Regions from separate parts of the Mus musculus genome. Here all the other regions are linked to region 1. A link is a contact called in public HiChIP or PLAC-seq data. All regions are on one chromosome and are shown on one strand. Each heading gives the region's core, a stretch centred on a gene start, on an enhancer-like site or on the middle of the called end of the contact. The rest is flanking DNA. Distances are from core to core; before and after follow the strand shown.

What was found. HiChIP or PLAC-seq counts read pairs in DNA pulled down with a chosen protein or histone mark.
Region 2: a contact with region 1 is called in an HNF4G HiChIP or PLAC-seq map of pancreatic cancer cells. The contact joins the promoter of Zfp41 here to the promoter of Puf60 in region 1. A contact is called at or near these places in 1 of 39 promoter capture datasets (erythroid cells), 4 of 484 Hi-C or Micro-C datasets (CD4 T cells, CD8 T cells, embryonic stem cells and 1 more) and 2 of 115 datasets of contacts at active chromatin or transcription factors (embryonic stem cells and pancreatic cancer cells).
Region 3: a CTCF HiChIP or PLAC-seq map of the NIH/3T3 cell line shows a contact between it and region 1, with 5 read pairs. The contact joins the enhancer-like site here to the promoter of Puf60 in region 1. A contact is called at or near these places in 1 of 15 datasets of contacts at CTCF or cohesin (the NIH/3T3 cell line), 1 of 115 datasets of contacts at active chromatin or transcription factors (microglia) and 1 of 9 other capture datasets (adipose tissue).

What each region holds. Positions count from the first base shown.
Region 1 is chr15:76,078,770-76,082,995 of GRCm38.p6, reverse strand. It overlaps Puf60 (poly-U binding splicing factor 60), which reads left to right and starts at 2,050. Exons shown (of 12, transcript NM_028364.2): 1 at 2,050-2,146. The coding sequence starts at 2,123. It overlaps Gm48952 (a long non-coding RNA gene), which reads right to left and starts at 470. Exons shown (of 2, transcript XR_003951572.1): 1 at 357-470.
Region 2 is chr15:75,614,642-75,618,867 of GRCm38.p6, reverse strand. Zfp41 (zinc finger protein 41) reads right to left here and starts at 2,184. Exons shown (of 3, transcript NM_001044718.2): 1 at 2,048-2,184; 2 at 1-824. The coding sequence starts at 667. The coding sequence ends at 71.
Region 3 is chr15:75,818,706-75,822,931 of GRCm38.p6, reverse strand. All of the region lies in intron 3 of Zc3h3 (zinc finger CCCH type containing 3), which reads left to right. Among named protein-coding and RNA genes, the nearest start is that of Zc3h3, 21 kb to the left of the region's middle. Within about 2 kb of position 2,416, at least 65 of the 459 cell types and tissues checked have an H3K27ac peak or open chromatin away from gene starts, as enhancers often do. A contact at or near this core is called in the NIH/3T3 cell line, where this site is marked.

The DNA.
Region 1 (4,226 bases), core at 801-3,300:
GAATCACACTGGAGGCAGAGACAGGTGGATCTGAAAGTTTAAGGCCAACCTGATCTTTTTTTTTTTTTTTTTTTTTTTTTTTTTCTGAGACAGGATCTCCCTATATAGTCATGACTATCTTGGAATTTGCTTGGAACTCAGTGGAAAGGTAGACCAGCAGGGCCTCCAACTCACAGAGATCCACCTTGCCCATGCTTGGAACAGGCACTCAGAAGCAGTGCTTGTTAAAAACCATTGACTCTTCACTTTTGACTCACAAGATACCTAAAGCAGCCAAATACTGTCATCATGCAGTCTGATCTCTGGCTAGTTCTAGAGAAGACAGATTCAACATTTCAGAGTTTTTATCAGCTTACCAAAGATTTTTCTGAAAAGCAAGGTCCATCACTATCAGAGGGTGGTGCCTGGGGTTCCCCCTGGTGGTGGTGGTGAGACCCAGCCCACTCAACATCCTGTGTGTGTGTGTGTGTGTGTGTGTGTGTGTGTGTGTGTATTTTCAGAGTCTCTAGTGGGCCCATCTAATTCTAATTCTTGAAGAATATTGGCCAATGTGATTATCGCTTGTTTTCTTGAAACTTTCAACTTTATGGGTTTTCTGTTTTGTGTTTTGAGACAGGATCTCTCTATGTAGTCTTGGCAGTTGCTTGGAACTACTTGGAAAGGTAGACCAGGTTGGCTTCCAATTCACAGAGCTTCTCCTTGCCCCTGCCTCTGGAGTGCTGGGATCACAGGTATATGCCACCACACATAGCTCAACTTTATTTTTCAACTTATCGAATCGCTCATTTGCAGATTTTGTTTTGTTTTTTTTTGGGGGGGGGGTGTTTTTCCAGACAAGAGTTTCTCTGTGTAGCCCTGGCTGTCCTGAACTATGTAGACCAGGCTGGCCTCGAACTCAGAAATCTGCCTCTGCCTCCCAAGTGCTGGGATTAAAGGAGTGCACCACCAACACCTGGCCGTTTTAATTTTTCTCTTTTTTAAATGGGGAAATCTAAGTTCATGATCTTTATTTTCTTGTTTGGGGGATGCAACATCTTTAGGTATCTTCCATTTCCTTTGTTGTCTTGGTTTCTTTTCATGCTCTTCTGCTTGGTGATTCTGGCTGGCCACTTTTGCTTAAGAGTGAGATGCTAAGCTGGGTCTCAGCGCTTCGTTCCCAGGAGGAGCTAATCTCCAGGCACTGTTGGCAGAGCCAGAACGACTAGTAACCTGTATTAGGGATAGAAGTCTGGAGGCACCTACTTTTTTTTTTTTTTTTTTTAAACTATCTGCACATTTTCGGAGAATTCAAGACACAAGCATCACACACCAGCCTGCTAAGGCCCTCCCCTGGCTCCCCAGCATTCCACTTCTCTGCCCACTTAGGTTTGCTTTCAGTAGAGCTTTTTCCTGTTTAAAGGGGGTACCGAGGGGGAGGAAAATATTCTGCCATGTTTTGCTAAAGATCTCTATATTAAAGTCTGAAAACCCGAGGGGTGGAAAACGAGAATGGCTATCCGGTGGAGTTTGAAGGTGCCTGAGCTTACAGATGTGGTTGGTGCCTTGCAGGCAGCCTTACGGCCACAAAGCCCAGATGAACTACATATTTACACATAGCTCAGGACTTGGGGACTAACGTACACATTTATGCCCACAGGACAATAACCACAGGACAGGCTGGGGAGCCATCTTTTGGGGGCCATCTTCGTGTCAACGGCTATTTTCTCACTAGGAAAGAGACCATATTTCAAAATGAATGAGGATTCCTGACTTTAGATGGACAATGCAAAGGACGATGCATCAGTCTTTTTGTCTTCTGTCTCCGCAGTCTACGAGCTTTCAGCGAGTGGACTCAACTAAAATAGGGTGGTAGGAAAAGAGGCAGACGGAACTGACTCAAAAATGTCGACCCCCCCCCCCCCCGACCAGGGGAGGGCTCTCCGGGTCGCCACTCCAAAACCCCGGCCCGCCCCGTCCTCCTCCGGTACATTAACGGCCTGCTCCGCCCCGGAAATGCGTTTCGGTCTCCGCTCTCGTAGCTATGCCGTACGTCGCGAGATTTCCGCGTCCGACGCCCAGATCGCGCGAGACTGCGGAGGGAGCTGATGCTTGTGGCGCGCGCGGCGGCCGCGACGGACGCAAGATGGCGACGGCGACTATAGCTCTCGTAAGTGAGTCCCTCGCGGCCAGGGGGCGGCCCTCAGCTCGGAGGAGTGAGTCGTCGGCTGGGACAGGGTGCGGAGGGGACCCTGGGTGCGCAGCGGCCCGACCCGGACCTCGTACGGACTTTACCGTGGTCCCCGGCACGCGGGGCGGAGGCGGAGCGGGAGCGCGCGGCTGCGGCCACGGCTGGGGCTCGACTGCAGCTTCCGGCTCGAGGACTCCAGTTTCCGGCAGCTGGGCGGGGTGGGCCGGCCGCGGAGCTGCCCTGCTGGATCCCCGCGGGGCGGTCCTGTCTGCCGAGACTGGGCGACAACTGTCTAGGCGTCCGGTGGCATTAGGGTGTCCTGGTGCCTGCTCCAGACCCGCGCGGCTACGCCCCGTGTTGGGGACGCGGAAGGGGCGGACCCGTTAGCATTTGCTCTGCGCCATGGTGCAGAGACGAGGGTTTCCCGTTCCGTTAACACGCAGGAGGGGAAGAGCATCTCTCCCAACCCCCATTCCCCTCCACACCTTTCAAACAGCCATTCTGTCACTGCCTCTGTGGGGAACCCGACAGCCGGTGCCTGCCTCGGTCACTGGTCCGGGTGGGCATCATAAGACTTTGCTAACCCCCTTGTCTTGGGCTGGACGCTCCAAGGGCTGAACTTGGTTCTGCCCTAGTCAGTCGGGAATGTTCCTTGAATGGCTACCACCAGGAGTTCCTTCAGGGACTATTTATCTCTTGGACCTAACCCCACTGCAATCCAGACTTTTGTTAGCCGCCACCCTCACTCAGAGGGGATGAAGCAAGGGCTGAGACCACTTAAGCCCTAGGTGCCTGGAGGCCAGCCGTAGGGTAGGGTCGAGTAGAGTACACACAGGCTGCCATTCCTCAGCCTTAGCTGGGAACTGCACCTTCATAATGGGAGAGGGGCACTTGCTCCAGCTTGTGAGGGGTGGATCTAGTATGTCTTGCTCACATCAGGGCTAACTTCAAAAGAAAAAAAAAAAAATTCCTGCTTCCGCTGCTTGACGCTATTGGTGTAAATGGTCTTTTCGGAAAGACAACCAGAGAGTTGAGGAGTTGATGACTGCCCTTAGGTGGCTGTCAGATGATAGAAGAAAGGGTGAGGGCAGAGTATAAAATACTTTAAACAGCACTGGAGGAGAGTGGATGCCTCATTTCTGGGTAGCCCCTGTTGTTCATGCAGACTGAAAGGTTAGCGCGATGCTAGACAGATAGTGTCATTATTGAGATGGTCTCGAGCAGTAAGTCTCACCACTGAAGCCGTCTTTGCCAGCATTTGACCACAAGGCCCCCGAGAATTGTCTCTCTCTCTCTCTCTCTCTCTCTCTCTCTTTCTCTTGTTTTGCTGCATCCACAGTGCTCAGTACAAGCCTGGCTACCCAGGAAGTAGCACTACACCCTGTGAAGGGACCTGAACAGATGGAAGACAGCGTCCTTCAGCCAGTCCTATTCTTGGGGTCTGGCACTGCTCTCAATGGTACTAATGTTGCTAGAACCTGTGGCTTACTTTCCATATGCAGACTTAAGGGACTTCATGGAAATTGATTCCATAAATCTTCGCTGCTGCCTGAGAAATAGGCCATGCCCCTGCACAGGAAGAGCCTCAGGACTAGATTTTAGGTGATTTGCTCAGGGTATTTAATATGTTGTGTAATGGAAATAACTCTTTATTCTGAGCTGGTGAAGGGCAGAGCTTGGCTTGCGTACCTGAGACACTCAGCAGCAAATAAATCCCTCAAGGGACCTCCCCCTCTCTGGATGCACCATGGCTGAGGTACACATTAGTGACCAGCTGTGATAACAAGTGATAGTTTCTCTAGGCTCTCCCAGTGACTGGTTAGAACAGAATTTTAGACTCTGTATGGGAGAACTTTCTGCGGAGGTAAATGGGCTAAATTGGGTGGTTTGTCCACAAGTGAGTGCTCTCTGGGATTGTGCGTATGCATTGCATTGTGTGCTGCTTTCAGCACTATTCCTGTCCCTGGGAGACTCATTTGGAGAGGCAGGAAGTTATGAGTGTGCCCCAGGGTCACCATTCTCACTGGTGTCTGGCTGGTGCCTGAGGCATGCTTTTACA
Region 2 (4,226 bases), core at 935-3,434, 460 kb after region 1:
GCATACTGCGTAAGACCTCTGGACCATCATCAGGTGTTTGACAAGGATCCATAGCTGTAGACCGCCCTGCTCAGTGCTTCTTCCTCGGATGACGCTTCCGATGCCGGATGAGGCAGGAGCTGTAGGCGAAGGATTTTCCACACTCCTCACAGCCATAAGGTTTCTCTCCAGTGTGCGTTTTCTGGTGTTTTAGAAGGTTAGAACCACAGTTGAAGGCTTTTCCACACTCCCCACATTTAAAGGGCTTCTCACCGGTGTGAATTCTTTGATGTTTGGTGACATCTGAGCTGTGCCTGAAGGTCTTCCCACACTGGTCACACTTAAAGGGCTTCTCTCCAGTGTGAACTCTCTGGTGGCGAATGTGATCTGTCTTGTGTTTAAAGATCCGTCCACATTCACCACACTCATAGGGCTTCTTCCTCTGAAAAGGGACAAACACGGGGACACCCTCAAAGTCATCTTTAAACGAGGCATCGAAGGCATCAAAGATATGTGCTTCGTCCTCGGGGCTCAGGACAGGTTCTTTTCGGGGTCTGCGGGGCTTTCTTGGCTTCTTGGTTGCCTTTTTCCCCTTTGATGTTTTCTCTCCCTTGACAGTGGCCTTTTGCGCACCTGCCTCCTCCTTTGGGGCCTGACTCTTCTTTTTCCTAGTTGCAGGCTTTTCCATTGCTGCTCTTAGGAAGCAGGAAACCCCCCTGGAGGCCAGGGAAGGCTGAGGGTTTTCAGACAGTGGCTGCCTGGCTCCTTCTCTGGGACTTCGCTGTCAGGGACAGCTCCTGCGTACGAAGCTGCATCAAGCAGACAGAACCACGGTCGTCTTGCTTCTGGAGGCAAAAGCATGAACAACAGGTCAGAGGCAGCTCTTAGCTCTCTGCAGCTCCACTGTCTTTCCAGCTGCTCACATGATGAGCCCCTCAGACTAAAGTGGACTCCCCAGAGCTCTAGCCCCAGGCCTATAAGCTGAGCTCAGAGCCTCTGGTCCACTGTATGCTCATCTCTTTGAGTGACTCTCTCACTCAGCCACAGACACTCCTGGGCCTGAAGACAAGATTTTCACTCATCCCAGAGAAAGCCATAGCCATCATGGACCGATGGCCATTTTCCACCTCCCCAAACAGAACCTTCCCCGTTCTTCCTTATCCTCTCTACCCGCCCACATTGGGACTGTGCAAACACCCTGGAGTAGGAAGTAACTCTACCATACAACAGCCTGGTTCTGAGCCTGGAAAACTCAGGGCTCTCCTCATAATCCACAGCAAACCCCATCAGACCCCCAAAGGATGCCTCTTGTATTGATGAGGCTCTCTCTATGTGACCCCTCTTTATCTCTAAACCTGCACCATCCCCTTTACTCCCAGAGGCCCAAAGGGGTGGGCTCTGCTGGCAGTTCCATCTAGAGCACCCACACTTTCCCAAAAACACTTTGGGAACACACTGTATTTTGTTCTAAGCATTTGACAAATACCCACATATCTAACCCAGCAGATAAAATTCTTATCCGGATTCAGAGTCCAAGATCCAGGCGGCTAGGTGACTGTTTGCTCTATGTCAGCATCTGAAAGTGTTTGTCTTTTGTGGGACAGCTCAGGAGACACCTGAGAGTCCCTGTCTGCAGCATCACTCAGTACCAATTCAAACACCATCACTCTGGTGAGAGGAATGACAAGCGGGACCCAGGTGTCTGTGTCTGCTCACCAAGGACCATCCTCACTGAAAACTTAAATAGTCATTAAAACCAGAGAAGACCCCAGCGACTTAGCTTATTGCCCCCTCTCTTCACAGGCCTGTGCACAGGAGTAGGTGCGAGTGATTCAGGCAACTTAGTTGAATTCCGCTGACCTAGGGACTCAGGTCCATCAAGGAGCTGCTGGAGCCGGCAGGATAAGGCGCTCAATGCATCCAGCAACAAGGGGCTTCGCTAGGTAGCCCGGCCCACCTTCCCCGCCTCCAAGGACCTCTGCAACACCGCCGAGGTGGTCCACAGAGAAACGACTCAGAAGCCGGCCTTCGCCCGGTCGGGGCTACCGTGCACACACGCAGAGAGTACCTGATGGGTGCCGAGCACAGACGCCGGCGGAACGTGGCCGTAAGCAGGCTGACCGGCGGGCGGGCGACCGTTAACAATGCCCACTTGAGCCCGCCACTCCCGCGCCTAAAGGCGCCCGCCCCTCTGGTGCCGCTCTACCTTCCCCGGCCTCTCGGTGGTGCTGCCGCGCACCCTAAGCCCCGCCCACCGCTCGAAACCCACTCCAGTGCCGCTCTAGGACCCTTGCCGGGTTCTCGGTGGTACCGCCGCAAGCTCCGGAGCCCCGCCTGCTCGTTCACGCCCTTCTGGTGTCGCTCTAGGAGCAGCCGCCCGGCCTCTCTGTGATCCCGTGCTGCGGCCGTAGGCCCGCCTACCTCTCCCCGCCCCTTCGGGTCGGCTCTAGGAGACACTGCCCTCGCTCCTTGTGATGCTGTGGCTGCGGGCTCGAGCTTCGCTTGAGAGGATGCTAAGCAGGCGTCTGTGCCTGTGCAAGCTTCTGGGCTGCGGGCGGCGCCTTTCTCCCGGCGTGCGCCTCTTCTCAGGACTCCAAGCCTTCTTCTGCAGGCTTCGTGTTATTTCTCAGTCATCGGGTTTGCCATCTGTGGCACGCCGGGATGGCGGACCCAGTAGTGCACGGCCTGTAGCCCCCTGGAATCATCCGACCCCGCCCCTCCTTTCCGGCAAAGCCAGGGTCCCCTGCTCTGTCCTTAACGCGGGCCTTTACAGATATTTAAATCTAGTCACTTCTTGTGCTCTTTCGACTTTCTGGGTATATTCTCCACTATTATATTTGGTTAGGCTGGCTTAGAACTAGCAATCTCTTGCCTCGGTCGAGTCCTGGGACGATAGGTGTGGCCCACGGCGCTTGGAGAATGAAGTTATGAGAAACGAATCGAGAGCTGTTGTGTGCTTGGTGAAGTCTCCCTGGGGGCGCCATTTTACATGACTAGTACACAGTGTTAGTGCCTCCTGTGCTGCAGAAGCCTGTATCAAACCTCTAACAGACCCTTTCTTTAAGTGTCGTCTCCACCTCATCCGTTTAGATTCAACGCCAACATGCTAGATAAATGTAATTGTCCAGCGTGCAACTTGGCGGAGCTTGCCGATTATCATTCAGGCATCGCTGTCTAGATTCACAAGAGTGGCTGTGTATTGAATGGTGGTTCATTCAGCCTCCTGAACAGCTGCCTCTGCGCTGTGTGCATCACAGCTTTGGGATCCTTTGTCCACTGAAGGACGTGTTTACAAGGTTGTTGGGAAGCAGCGCCCCCCCCCCCGCCCTCCCCCCGTGCTGTTTCATTTCCCTGGGACCGTGCCCAGGAAGGCAGTTGCTAGGTCCCAAACTGCATGTTGCCTTTTGCAAGAAACAGACAAGCTGCTTTCCAGAGAGCCTGTGCCATTTCTCATTCATTCCTACCAGTGGCATGGGGCTTTCTGGCTTACCAGCATTTGGTACAGGGAGGTAGGGCATCTCCTTGCTTGCTTTCCCCAGAAGGTTAGTGGCCTGTGTGCTTCCTGCCATCTTTCATGTAGTCCCCAGTCTCTTACCTATCCTCTAATGAGGTGGGCTGAGCTGGATGCGCATAGACTGTTGGTATCATTCTTGTTCTTTTCAGCTCTCAGGCATGCTCCAGCTTGTCCCTACCCCCACGCCCCTTCATTTGTGGAAGAGATTCTGTTTTGGAGTGGCTCCTCTCTGGAGAATTATACCCTTCTCTTGTCAGTGAGACTCAACTGCTAAGCCTGTGGCTTGGGCTTGCTCACGTGGTCCAAGTTTTTCTCTAAGAAGACAATGAAGTGTCTTCTGCTAAGAAGCTCCAGTGTCTGGACACAAGCTCTGAGCCATCTGGACACATGGCCCCTTTGTCTGGTGGCCAGGATTATTTGCTGTGTACAGCTTAGGGTCGGCCTGAGGAGATGCTGTCTTCAGTGATATACAACTGAGACATGTCTGTTCCTGACAGTGGCCGTTCACATGGGAACCTGGGTAGTGTAGGGCCTCCCTAGTTGCAATGGATTGTCTTTGTGTTAATGTCACTGCCTTGTTCCTGCGTCACTGGCTTCTACAAACCACAAGGTCCTTGGAAGGGCAATGGTAATGAGTCTCCTTCCTCAGGATTTCCTGCCTTGGGGAAAGCACCTGCTCCCCTCCCTCCCCACCCCCCCATCCACCACCACCACCAGGATTTTTACAACTCAA
Region 3 (4,226 bases), core at 1,167-3,666, 260 kb after region 1:
AGCTTCTCTCTTGTCATTCTTTGGGCTCTTCTTATCTAAATTAGTCCTAAAGCTGTGGTCTCCTCTTTCCAGTGTATTCAAAGCTGCATGGACTGGGCTGGGATCTGGTGGCGGCTTGTCTCTTAATGGCCCTCTCTGCATCAGTAGCAGAGCATGTAAGTGGTAGGATGCACATCTGTGGAAGCCTGGGTAGAAGTTCTGTCTCCTGTGGTGGGCTGGTGTCACTTACAGAGGCTAAGTCCTGGGTGGTGATACTGGCCACTTTCTGGAGCCCTAGCCACCTGAGAAGAAGGTTTTTGGAAAGGGTTGGGCAGTCTAGAGTCCTCATGTGTGTCTCTCAGGATGTCCTGGAATCCTGAGTAGCTCACATGAGGAGGACACCAAGCCCTTCTGAGCTATGGCCACACCACAAGTCTGGTCCTGTGTACAGTTGTCACCATATGTTTAGAAGGTTGAAATTAGATGAGTGTTTTGGAGATTGTCTCCTGAGACTTGTTTTCAAGGCTCAGACCATCTCTCCATTCTCTCTACTCAGTAGAAGCTGTGAGGGTTCTTCAAACCCATGCTGGGCTCGCTATCCTGGGAGCTATCGCGCTAGCGCTCACTGCTTTCACCTGCCCCAACCCCAGATGCCTGTTTTCCATGTGTCTGTCTCCTGCCAGCGCCCACCTGGGGTCTCGGAGACGCCCACCTGGCTTCTCGCTATGCCTTCTAGACACAGGCAGGGGCCACAGCAGTTGTTCTGCCTTATATCTAGGAGTCAGATCCCAGGGTTCCTTCTTTAGGTCTCATGGTCAGGTGGGCGGGCCGTGGGAGCAGGCTTGGGTTGTTAGTACTGTTTTCCGATGATTCAGGATTAGCTGCTACTGTGTGAAGCTTCCCTGTGGTGCCGGAGGAGGTTCCTCTGTGGTTAACCCAGAGGAGGCATCACTCTGGAATCCTCAGTCCTTGGCACTGTAGGTAAATTAGAGGGCTGCATGTGGGAGTGGGCCAGTACCGTTTGAGATCCACTCACCAGTCTGCTGCTGCAGCTGTCTGCCTAATTCTAGTTGACTAGCACCTGTGGGCTTTGTACCCCCTCAGCCCTTCCCAGACCACAGCACAGTCCCTTCTGCTCCTTCCTTCCCTCCCTGTTCCACCTCATTGGAGCGTCCTGTGGTCAGAAGGATTCCAGGTTCACAGAGATGCTGCGTTGTGTTGAGGACCCTTCCTCTCTAGGACACCCTTTGCCTGGGTTCATATAGCATTTGCTGCTTCCCGTCCTCAGGCCCTAGCAGGTTCTTTGCTCCTGAGGGGATGTTCCCAGGAGATGTTGAAGCAGATTGTGTCATTGTTACTGTCTGGGAGACTCCAGGGAAGAAGGATGTATTTTTCACATTTTGAGGGCGATGGTGCCTATCCTACCAGTGGGCTTCATTTGAGGCCAGGGAGGGAACCCTGCTGTCTGCTGGGATCTAAACTGGGCTGGGGGTTGGGGAGACCCTTGCTGATTTCTCAAGGCCCCAATCTGTACTGACAGCTCTGTGGGCAGTGTACACACACACACACACACACACACACACACAAGGGTGAATGTGCAGAAGCACAGGTGAATATGAAAGCTGTGACATGAACTAGATCTTTCCCGAGAGTGTAGTTCACAGTGCAGACTCAGTGACATAGTCCCAAAGGCTTAGCATACTTAGTATCTAGCTCCTAGGGTTTCCCTCTGCAGCTGGCTCATTGCTCCGTAGTAGAAGGCCAGGTTGGCCCAGGAGGAAAATGAAGAGTGGCCAAGAAGGGCCTGGTAACCCAGTGTTAACAAGAGCAGTACAGCTTCCTCTAAGTTGTGCCTGTTTTTTTAGTGTGGTTTTCAGGCTTCTTTCAGAGCATCTTTTCTTGGCTCTAACTCAGGTAGTAAGAGGAGGGATGCCAAGAAAAGGGCAAGCTTTGGTGAGCAGGATGCTTGTGCTCTCTGGGGAAGTTTACAAGATGGAGTTAGGACCTCAGGCCATCTGGCAGCTACTCAGCCTTGTGATCTGTCCTCTTGGCTTCTGAGTCACCACTATGGGTAGGAGGGAATTAGTCCCATGATGGTTCAATCTGTGGCTTTTTAGGGTAAGCTGAGGCTGCTTCCTCAGATTTCCAATGAAATCATTTAGTGACTTTAGCAGCTCAGGTTCTGGGGGGCCTCAGATGCAGCCTGTCCTTTGCCCTGTCCTCCTACTTTGCCTTGTATACCATGCTGGAGTTTACATAGCAGTGCCTGGGTGCCTGGGGATTTAGCTAGCTGTGACCAAAGAAATTGAGGGAACCTAAATCTGGATTAAAAGGTCGCTATGGCCTGTCCCCTGAAATTGAGTGAGGAGGGCCTGAGCATTCTGCCTATGCCTTACTCAGAGCTTGGAGGTGTGGCATTGACACAGGCAGGCCCTGCCCTCTGGTACTGTGCTGATGCCCATGCATGTCTGTGAGTTTGACTAGCTTCCGTGTGAGGGCATGGTCTCTAGAGGGCTTGGGGACATAAGCATCCCAAGGAAGAGGAGAAGGGTCCCAGGGTCCCTAGGTCACAGGGATGGTGGAGCAAGGATGAACTTAGTTGGGTGAGTTGGGACTATCCCTATCTTTAGGGACTGGAGCATTCGGTTTAGCAGCAGGTTTCCATCTTTGGTGTGTGCTACATTATGGTTTGGGGGTTATAGGTGGTCCTATGGCATAGAGGGAGCACTGTGCCTCTGCCTACTTGGAGCTAGTGTCACAGCAGATCAACAAGGTGAAGCATCATGATCTATGATCCAGCCAGGACTCAGTACCAAGGAAGGTTCTTTCCCATATGCTGACAATATGCCTAAGTCCCTGTAGAATATTGAAGTGGAACAGGCTATCTTCTAGTCGTCTGGGATCTGAAGTTGACTGGGTGCAGCTGCAAGCCAGTTAGGGGCTGGCTACTTGAGCGGCCCCCTGAAGTCTGGGCAGGCCCACCTCCACTCTGTGGGTGGCAGCTCTCTGATGGTGGGTGGCACTATCTTTCCTCCTTCTTTCACCAGCCTTTAAGGTCGGGTAGAGTGATGGTTAGAAGGGGAGGGGAGATCTACCCCCATAATCTATAGCGACTGTCACACAGCAAACTACTCCCATTTCATACAGGCGGGTCAGGTGTCGTGCACGATCGATGGCTAGCGCACAATAATTACAGGAACTAGCAGCTTGTGTTGCTTGAGTGACTTTAGGAAGAGTAGGGTCTCAATCTTCCCTCTAATAGGGCTCTGACAGTCTGAGGCGGCAGCAGCTTTGGTGGCTGAGTGTTGGGCTGACAGTGTTGTCATTAAACACCAGGTAGTGTGGAACAACAGAGAACACGGATCTTGCACAGGGGGACAGGGTGGATGACAGCAGTTATTTATCATCACCGAGCTGCCCAAACTCCTCAGACTGCAGTGCGAATGGCTGCTTAGGGTGACTTATGGCTCTGTCTGGGGCTGCTGTTGTGATTTGATAATCTGTAAATGTTTGTCAAAGATGGATTCCTTGTTTCCATGGTGCTGCAATGAAGGCTGATGACAAGCCAGCTGTGGGCTAGGAGATGTGGACAGTCACTTGGCCATGTATACTGGAGGAGACAGAATGGCTTCAGTCAGGAACCTGAGCTGGGTCTGGGACTTGACAGCCAGGAGCCTCTTCCTCTCATAGGGCTGGCTCTTCCTGCTTTTTTCTGTGTTAGGTGAACATAGGTATGTGTGTGTACATATGTGTCACTGTCCTTGTGAAGCTGGGAACTATAAGACCTGTTTCTGCCGCTGCCCGTATGACTACAGTCCTCTGCTGGCAAGAACTTGAGGCATGTTTTTGTACCATTTTGGAATTCTGGCAGTGTCTTTCTAGAGCTAAGGAACTTCCACCTTCATGATGCTTTGCTGCTGTTCCAAAGGGGCCTTCTGGCCATACTGGCCTCGTCCTTAGAGAACAGAGCCGAGGTGCCCCGTTATGCTGCCTGTGCCCACCAGCAGACCCGAGGGCCCGGCTGCTCGTGGCATGTCTTTTCCCTTTTGATTTGCTGGAAACTATCAAGCACAGGAAAAGTAGAGTGATTTATTAGACTCATAAAAATTCATACGCTGTGATTCCAGCCATCCCACATCTGAAGCTTGTTAGAGCATGGTCCCTGGCAGCTCCTGCCGTGCTAGCGTGCCGGCGGGGAGGGTTCACCAGTCGCTTCCTGCCTTAGCTGCCATCCTGCCTTATTTAGA